2 separate regions of the Mus musculus genome follow, and region 2 is linked to region 1. Evidence: chromatin contacts called from public Hi-C data. All regions are on one chromosome and are shown on one strand. Each heading gives the region's core, a stretch centred on a gene start, on an enhancer-like site or on the middle of the called end of the contact. The rest is flanking DNA. Distances are from core to core; before and after follow the strand shown. Region 1 overlaps D030068K23Rik (RIKEN cDNA D030068K23 gene). Region 2 overlaps Zfhx3 (zinc finger homeobox 3).

Region 1 (3,232 bases), core at 646-3,145:
CTTTCCACAGATTTGCCTTTGTGATCTGGAAGGTGCTGTTCCCCTGCTTACACTCTGTTACCCTGGCAACACACTCCTGTAAAATAAAGATTATTAAAGCGCATATGATTATTTTGCTGCTGAGTGAATAAGACAAGCCGCTTCTGAAATGCCTTATCAGAGAAATTCAATTTTAGACCAAATTGTGTTTTTGCCTCCTTCTGGTTCTCCCTCCCCCCGCCCCCCACTTCAAATAAAACCATCATCCCCGCAGTTACCACGCGACAGTTACCACACGACACTTTGTTACTTATTCACACCCTCGGTATTTCCAGCTTTCTTTTAATTTCAGGAAAGCCTCACCCCCATTTTCATTATTGTCCTCCCCCCGCCCTCAAGCGGACTACCACTGTTTGCAAATCAGAATTGGAAAGTAATGTGGCTAGGCTTTGATTTGATTATTTAGGACTTGTAAAAAATATCGGGTTCTGTACCACACATAAATGCTTATATTATACACCCAATAAGCAATATTTCACTGAAGAACGGCGTAGAAAGTGAAGATGAGGCATGTGGTGGTCCTTTAAAGGTTGCAGATGCAACTGCTCCAGTCACCCACAACAGCCAGGCTTAGTGTCCTGGGCTCAGTGTCCTAGTGACGGCGTCCTAAGGTGTGCAGTTACTGCAAAGACGGGCAGCTTCACAGCTGCAATGGCTGCCCGGTGTACCTTTGTTGTCTGTTACCTCTGTATTTGCTATTCAGTCAGTGATGATGACAGAGAGTTATGAGGAGGGCAGAGATTATTCAACAGACTCCATAGGCTCTTTTAATATTCTCCTGATGAGATAGTAACATCAACTTTGCTAGAGCTGCCATGTGATTTTTTTTTTTCCTAGAAGCTGTACCTTTGAGTCTCTTCAGGGTCCAAGTGTAAGTCAGTAGTGATAGAAAAAAAAATAAGAAAAGGGGAAAAGGAAAGAAAGAGAGGAGGAAGGGAGGGGGAGGAAAGGAAGAGAGAGAGAGAGAGAGAGAGAGAGAGAGAGAGAGAGAGAGAGAGAAATTGGTACCTGTAAGCTTGTATCATTTCCATACAGTATGAAAAAAAAAAAAAAGAAACCATTTAAAAATGTTAAATATAACAATTAAATCAGCATGGAAGGAGAGGTGGGAATGATGGAGTCTGTTCAGAAAAAAAAAAAAAAAAGACTCCAGTTGAGGCTGTACAGAGTAGATCCATAGCCTGTCTGTGAAACCTGCTGAGAGACATGGGTGCACAGAAACAGCACCAGGCGACCTGTATCCTACACGGCCAGGCAGTGGGCAGCTGAGATGGATGTCACTGCCTTCACCAGGACTGTTCATGGGACACGTCCTTACTGCTAGAAGGCACTGGCATGTAACGGGATACTGCCGTGTCTCACCACATACATGCACACACACATCCTTGCAAAAACACGTGCAGCAGCGTCTGGTGTTGATATTCTAGTCCCACGTAATTGCTTTCCTTTATTTTGTTGACATTCATTTTCAAGCCTGACTCAGAACCACCACTAGGAAAGTAAGCAGGTAGGGCCTTGGTTGTCAATTTATTTATTTTTTTTTATTTCACTAACTGCAAATCTGTGCTTGTTTGCAAGAAACTTACGGCATTTGGTACTTAGCAGTGCTAGAAATCCCAAGAACAAGTAGGATGTTGTATCAGTTTCTTTGATGAAGCAAACCATACATCCTATTATTCACTGTATGTGGGTGAGCTACCACCACCAGGAAGCTCACTCCTGGCTGTAATTCACTCCCAGCACTGCCCAGAAGGTGTCACCACAGCCTCATTGGCTTCAAGGATTTGGGGACAAGTGGGGAGTAGGAGGCAAAGGGAGAAAAACAGACACAAAGAAGGGGAAAAAAAGTGTTCACGCAGACAAAGGAAAACAAGACAATGTGCCAGGCAATAAAACTCCCAGAGAAACCCAGACATTCGCCCAACCTAACAGTGTGACTTGCCCAGAGGAGAGTGGCCCTCCGTTTGTTGGTGAAGGCAGGAAGTGGGAGAATGGAGGCAGAGGCTGATCCACGCAGGCATTTTGTGGAGAGTAAACAACACGTGGTGAACACTAAGCCTGGTCCAAGATGCCCATCTAACCTGCTCACCTGGCTTTCACCTGTGGTGGTGGTTCGGTGCTGGACCATACAAAGGGGACCTAACAGCTGCGAAGCCATGCTAGGAAGAGTCAGACGACATAGAACACAGTCTTTTTTTTTTTTTTTTACTGCGGAAGCCACACAAATTAACTCCAAATTACTGCTACAGTCAGACAAGGAGAAGCTTCGAGGCACAGAACTTGTTGCTGTAGTTCATCTTGCTTGAGGTGGTGGCTTCACTCATCTACTAGTTGCTAAAAGCCACCCCGTTTACAGCACGACAGCTTTTAATCTCTGCTCTCTCCCCCAGCAGCCCCCCCCCCACCGTAGTTTAATTAAAAGACAATGAACCTTTTAAAGTAGTCAGACGGAAAATATAAAATTGCCCTGTTCTATCAAAGCTTAAGACATTCTCGTTCTCAGAACATGAGAGGAATTCAAAGTAGCTCACTTGGTGGTTTATTACGCCATGGTCCCTCTGTGCCATTCTTTATCAGGGCTCTTGGAATAGCTATTTGAAACCAGAAAGGCGGGTCAACCTCAGACTGATAAATAGTCAAAATTACAAACAAGCAAGCAAGTAAAAACAGCCGCATGCGATCAACATGGTGTAGTCTCTAGGTCATTGTGTGTGATATTTATTTCTAGAATGTCACTATACATCGAAATTGCCCCTATGTGTTAACTTACAGGAGTCTAAAATAGGTAGCCTTTCTGACTTAATATATTCTCAGTTTAAGAGTACAGGAGCTATAAGAAGATTTAAAAATAGTAAATGTTATTGGATGATAGGTGGGTATGGATACTTAGCCTTCTTCTAACTCCACAGCCTAAATCTATTAATTTTGGCAAAGGGCACCGAGACACATCCGTGTGATTTGAAATGTTTCATGGGAGTCTTTAAGCATGAAGATCCCGTCTAATCTTTCCAGACATTAAGATGCTTCATCCCGAAGACCCCTTCATAGCAAATTGTAAGCTGTTCTGTTTTATGCGCTCTGACAGGATGAAGGGCTGAGCTGGCCCTAGAGGGATAGGAGACGGACAGAGTCTGAGGAGTTCAAACTTGAGATTTCCAATAAAGCACCTCCTACAATTAGAAGACAGCTATGG
Region 2 (2,981 bases), core at 481-2,980, 340 kb after region 1:
CACTGTGGTCAGGAGAGCCTGAACACATGGGATTTCCCCCAGTGAAGAGATGCTTCCTGTTTACTGGAAGAGCTTTACCCAGAATGCCCTGCTGCTGGTGTAGGTAGCCCAGGCCCTTGCCACATGTTCGTCCATCCCTTTGTCTATTGGTGAAAAATCAAGGGTCCTGTTCTTAATCAAGTCTGTGGATATCCCAGGTGAGGACAGAGGACACAGCTTAGATGGCATAACTGGGAGGCACACTCCCCTCACTCCTAACTACACTCTGAGGGGCTCACTTATTTGTCTCTCCGACACCATGAAAATCCACATGGCAGAGGCAGGGTGAAAGGCTGCCTGGCAGTCCACACAGGTGCCATGGCTCCATCTGTAAAGTGGAGGCATTCACACGTGCCGCGCCTCCACAGAGGCCATTGATCGAGCCGTGTGAGAAGCCATAAGTGGAAAAACCTCTGGAAAATGCGAAGGGCTGTCTGAACATTTGGCACCACTGTGATCATCACACTTCGAGCCCAGATCCTGCCTCCTCACACCTGACAGGTGGGTGCCACACCACAGGCCTGGATGTTGGTGATGCAACTAATGTTTTAGCTCACTGGCTCTCCAACATGGGCGGCATTGATCAGGAGCACAGAGTTTGGGGCGGGCACGGTGGGGGGGAGGGGGGTACACAGATGCAGTTGTGACACCTTGAGTTACTAGGGCCCCTTCCAGGGGGCTCTAATTCAGCCAGAATTTATAATCAGATGCCAGTGCTGAGGCTATGGCTTGGACAACAATCACCAGAGTGGGGGGGGGGGGGGAGAGACCCAGGTGAGAAAACATGGAGACACCCCCACAGAAAGGAGGAAAACTTCCAAGGCCTCAAATCTCTGCACTCTGCCATTTTCCTGAAGGGAAGTCGGGTACATCACGCAAGACCTGCATGCAAGAATTCACCTCCCCCCCACCCCCAATGAAAAAGTCACTGGGGCAGAGCTGCCCACTACTGGCCTGCTTCACAACTTCCATAAAAGTCACAACTGCCTCTATTCATCTTCCTCTGGCCTGTCACTCCTGTAGTCTAAAGTTCCCTGGGGCTGTGGGAGGGACCAGGACAGGTGGCAGGGAAGTGGAGGGTGTGGCTGTTTTCCTCCTCTGCTCTGCCTTCCTGCTAGGGGTACCCCCCCCCCAAACAGATGCTCTTTGGAACCAAGCCCACAGTGACTCTCAACCAATAGCGAATAAAAAGAAGCATCTTTAAGGTCCCTCCCATGCTCTTCCACTTCCTGGCTGCTGCTGCTGCTGAGAGTATGAATTTGGTATCCAAAACTTGGTGCCTCCTCCCGAGCTCTACTGGTACCACCTTCATGATGAGAGAAGCCAGGGGTGGCCAGCCATGCCAGAGAGCAGGGATATGGAACATCCATGGGGCAAACTTACTCATAAGCAGTTTGTGATTTTTTTTTTTTTAAATTCAATTTCTCCCTTGGAAGGGGAAAATGGGAACTGGACAGAGAGAAACTTGCTGACACATCTGGCGGGGATCCTCCCACCTACTGTTAACAGCACATCCTTTCTTCTCAGAGTCCACTACTTTTGCTGATGGTCGGTCGGCTGGCCGAAGGGAACAGGAAGGAGGACAGGGAGCAACAAGGTAAAAGAAACCTGTTTGTAGGAAACAGATCCAAGTGCCTGCCAAGAGACCAAGACCCGGCCATCTGCAGGCTAGATGGCCACATGGCAAGAGGGACCGTTTTCAGGAACCATGACATGGCTAGTTTCTCCACTCTGCTTTCAGGACCGCCCCTCACCCCCCAATAGATAACCCAGACAAACAACCAGCACACCGAGCTCCCCCCCCCCCCGCACCCCCCCAGGTCTCATTAAAAGCCGATACTGCCGGCCTCAAGATGGAGAGCTCAGCATGGATTTTACTGAACGTTAAATCAACCAGCGAGCGCAGCCAGCAAACTCTGTGCCACTTTAACTTTAAATAATGCAATAATTATTGAATTTCCTTTTTATAACTGAAGTGCTGGAATGTAAACAATGGGGCTGTAATTGCAGGAAGGGGGGATCAATAGAGGCAATCGTTTTCAGCCATGTTAATTGTAAATACAATTGCTCCAAGATGTCAGCCGTGTTCTTCTTGCTTCCAGAATCATCCTAACGGATGACAGAGTCCAACTTTCCCATTACAGCTGTTCGTTCCTTTAAGAGGTTCTCAATCAGGTCTGATCAACCTGTCAAGATAATGCATGGAGTAAGTAAGACTCTTCCAAACACAGGCTCCCAATCAATAGCCGGGACCGGCTTAATGAGGTGGGGCTAAGGCCCAGAGGGAGGGAACAGCCCCCAGCTTGTGCCTAGGTTTGGCAGCCAGGCTTCCTAGCATGGTCCTGATAAACAGATCAGCCCTTAATGAGGACATTAGTTATGCATGCTTCAGCAAGCAGCGAGGCACCCATCCCTTGGGACAGACGGACAGAAAGCAAAATAGATTAACAGAAAACAATATGGTGCCAAATTAGGTCTAACTGAAGACTTTTTCCCTCCTTCTCCTGCTTCTCTTAATTGTCCAGCAGAGTGGAGGACATCGATTAGTCACTCCACTGGGCATGGGCTCAAAGACAGGAGTATCTCCTGGGCTGGGGGTGGGGGGGTGGGGAGAATCTCTGGGAGTCTGCTGGCTTCCCTCGACTGTACGGTCCCTGAAGATTAAAATCTCACAACCTCAGCAGCATTTAAAGGCCACAAGGGGCCTCCCACAGAAGGGTCTCAGTACTGTCCGTCCAGTAGAATAGAAAGACGAGACTGAGCCCTGAAATCTGATGTTCTCACAGAGATCCAACTGCCATTCTTGAGGCCAAGATCCAGCTTTGGTCTTCAGAATGGTTGTTCCTCATGGAAGTTGCGAGTGTCGAAAGCCGCTGCTCCGAGGCCCATGGCTGCTGGAGGAGCCTGAGTTCTCACAAAGATAACAAACAAGGACGATACAT

What was found. A called contact is a pair of places that touch in the nucleus more often than the background predicts.
Region 2: a Hi-C map of the N1E-115 cell line shows a contact between it and region 1, with 4 times the contacts expected there. The contact joins two enhancer-like sites.

Annotation. Positions count from the first base shown.
Region 1 is chr8:109,184,649-109,187,880 of GRCm38.p6, reverse strand. All of the region lies in intron 5 of D030068K23Rik (RIKEN cDNA D030068K23 gene), which reads right to left. The region is part of intron 1 of 4922502B01Rik (RIKEN cDNA 4922502B01 gene); the gene reads left to right. Among named protein-coding and RNA genes, the nearest start is that of 4922502B01Rik, 63 kb to the left of the region's middle. Within about 2 kb of position 1,895, at least 48 of the 459 cell types and tissues checked have an H3K27ac peak or open chromatin away from gene starts, as enhancers often do. A contact at or near this core is called in the N1E-115 cell line, where this site is marked.
Region 2 is chr8:108,845,745-108,848,725 of GRCm38.p6, reverse strand. All of the region lies in intron 3 of Zfhx3 (zinc finger homeobox 3), which reads right to left. Among named protein-coding and RNA genes, the nearest start is that of Mir3108, 90 kb to the left of the region's middle. Within about 2 kb of position 1,730, at least 26 of the 459 cell types and tissues checked have an H3K27ac peak or open chromatin away from gene starts, as enhancers often do. A contact at or near this core is called in the N1E-115 cell line, where this site is marked.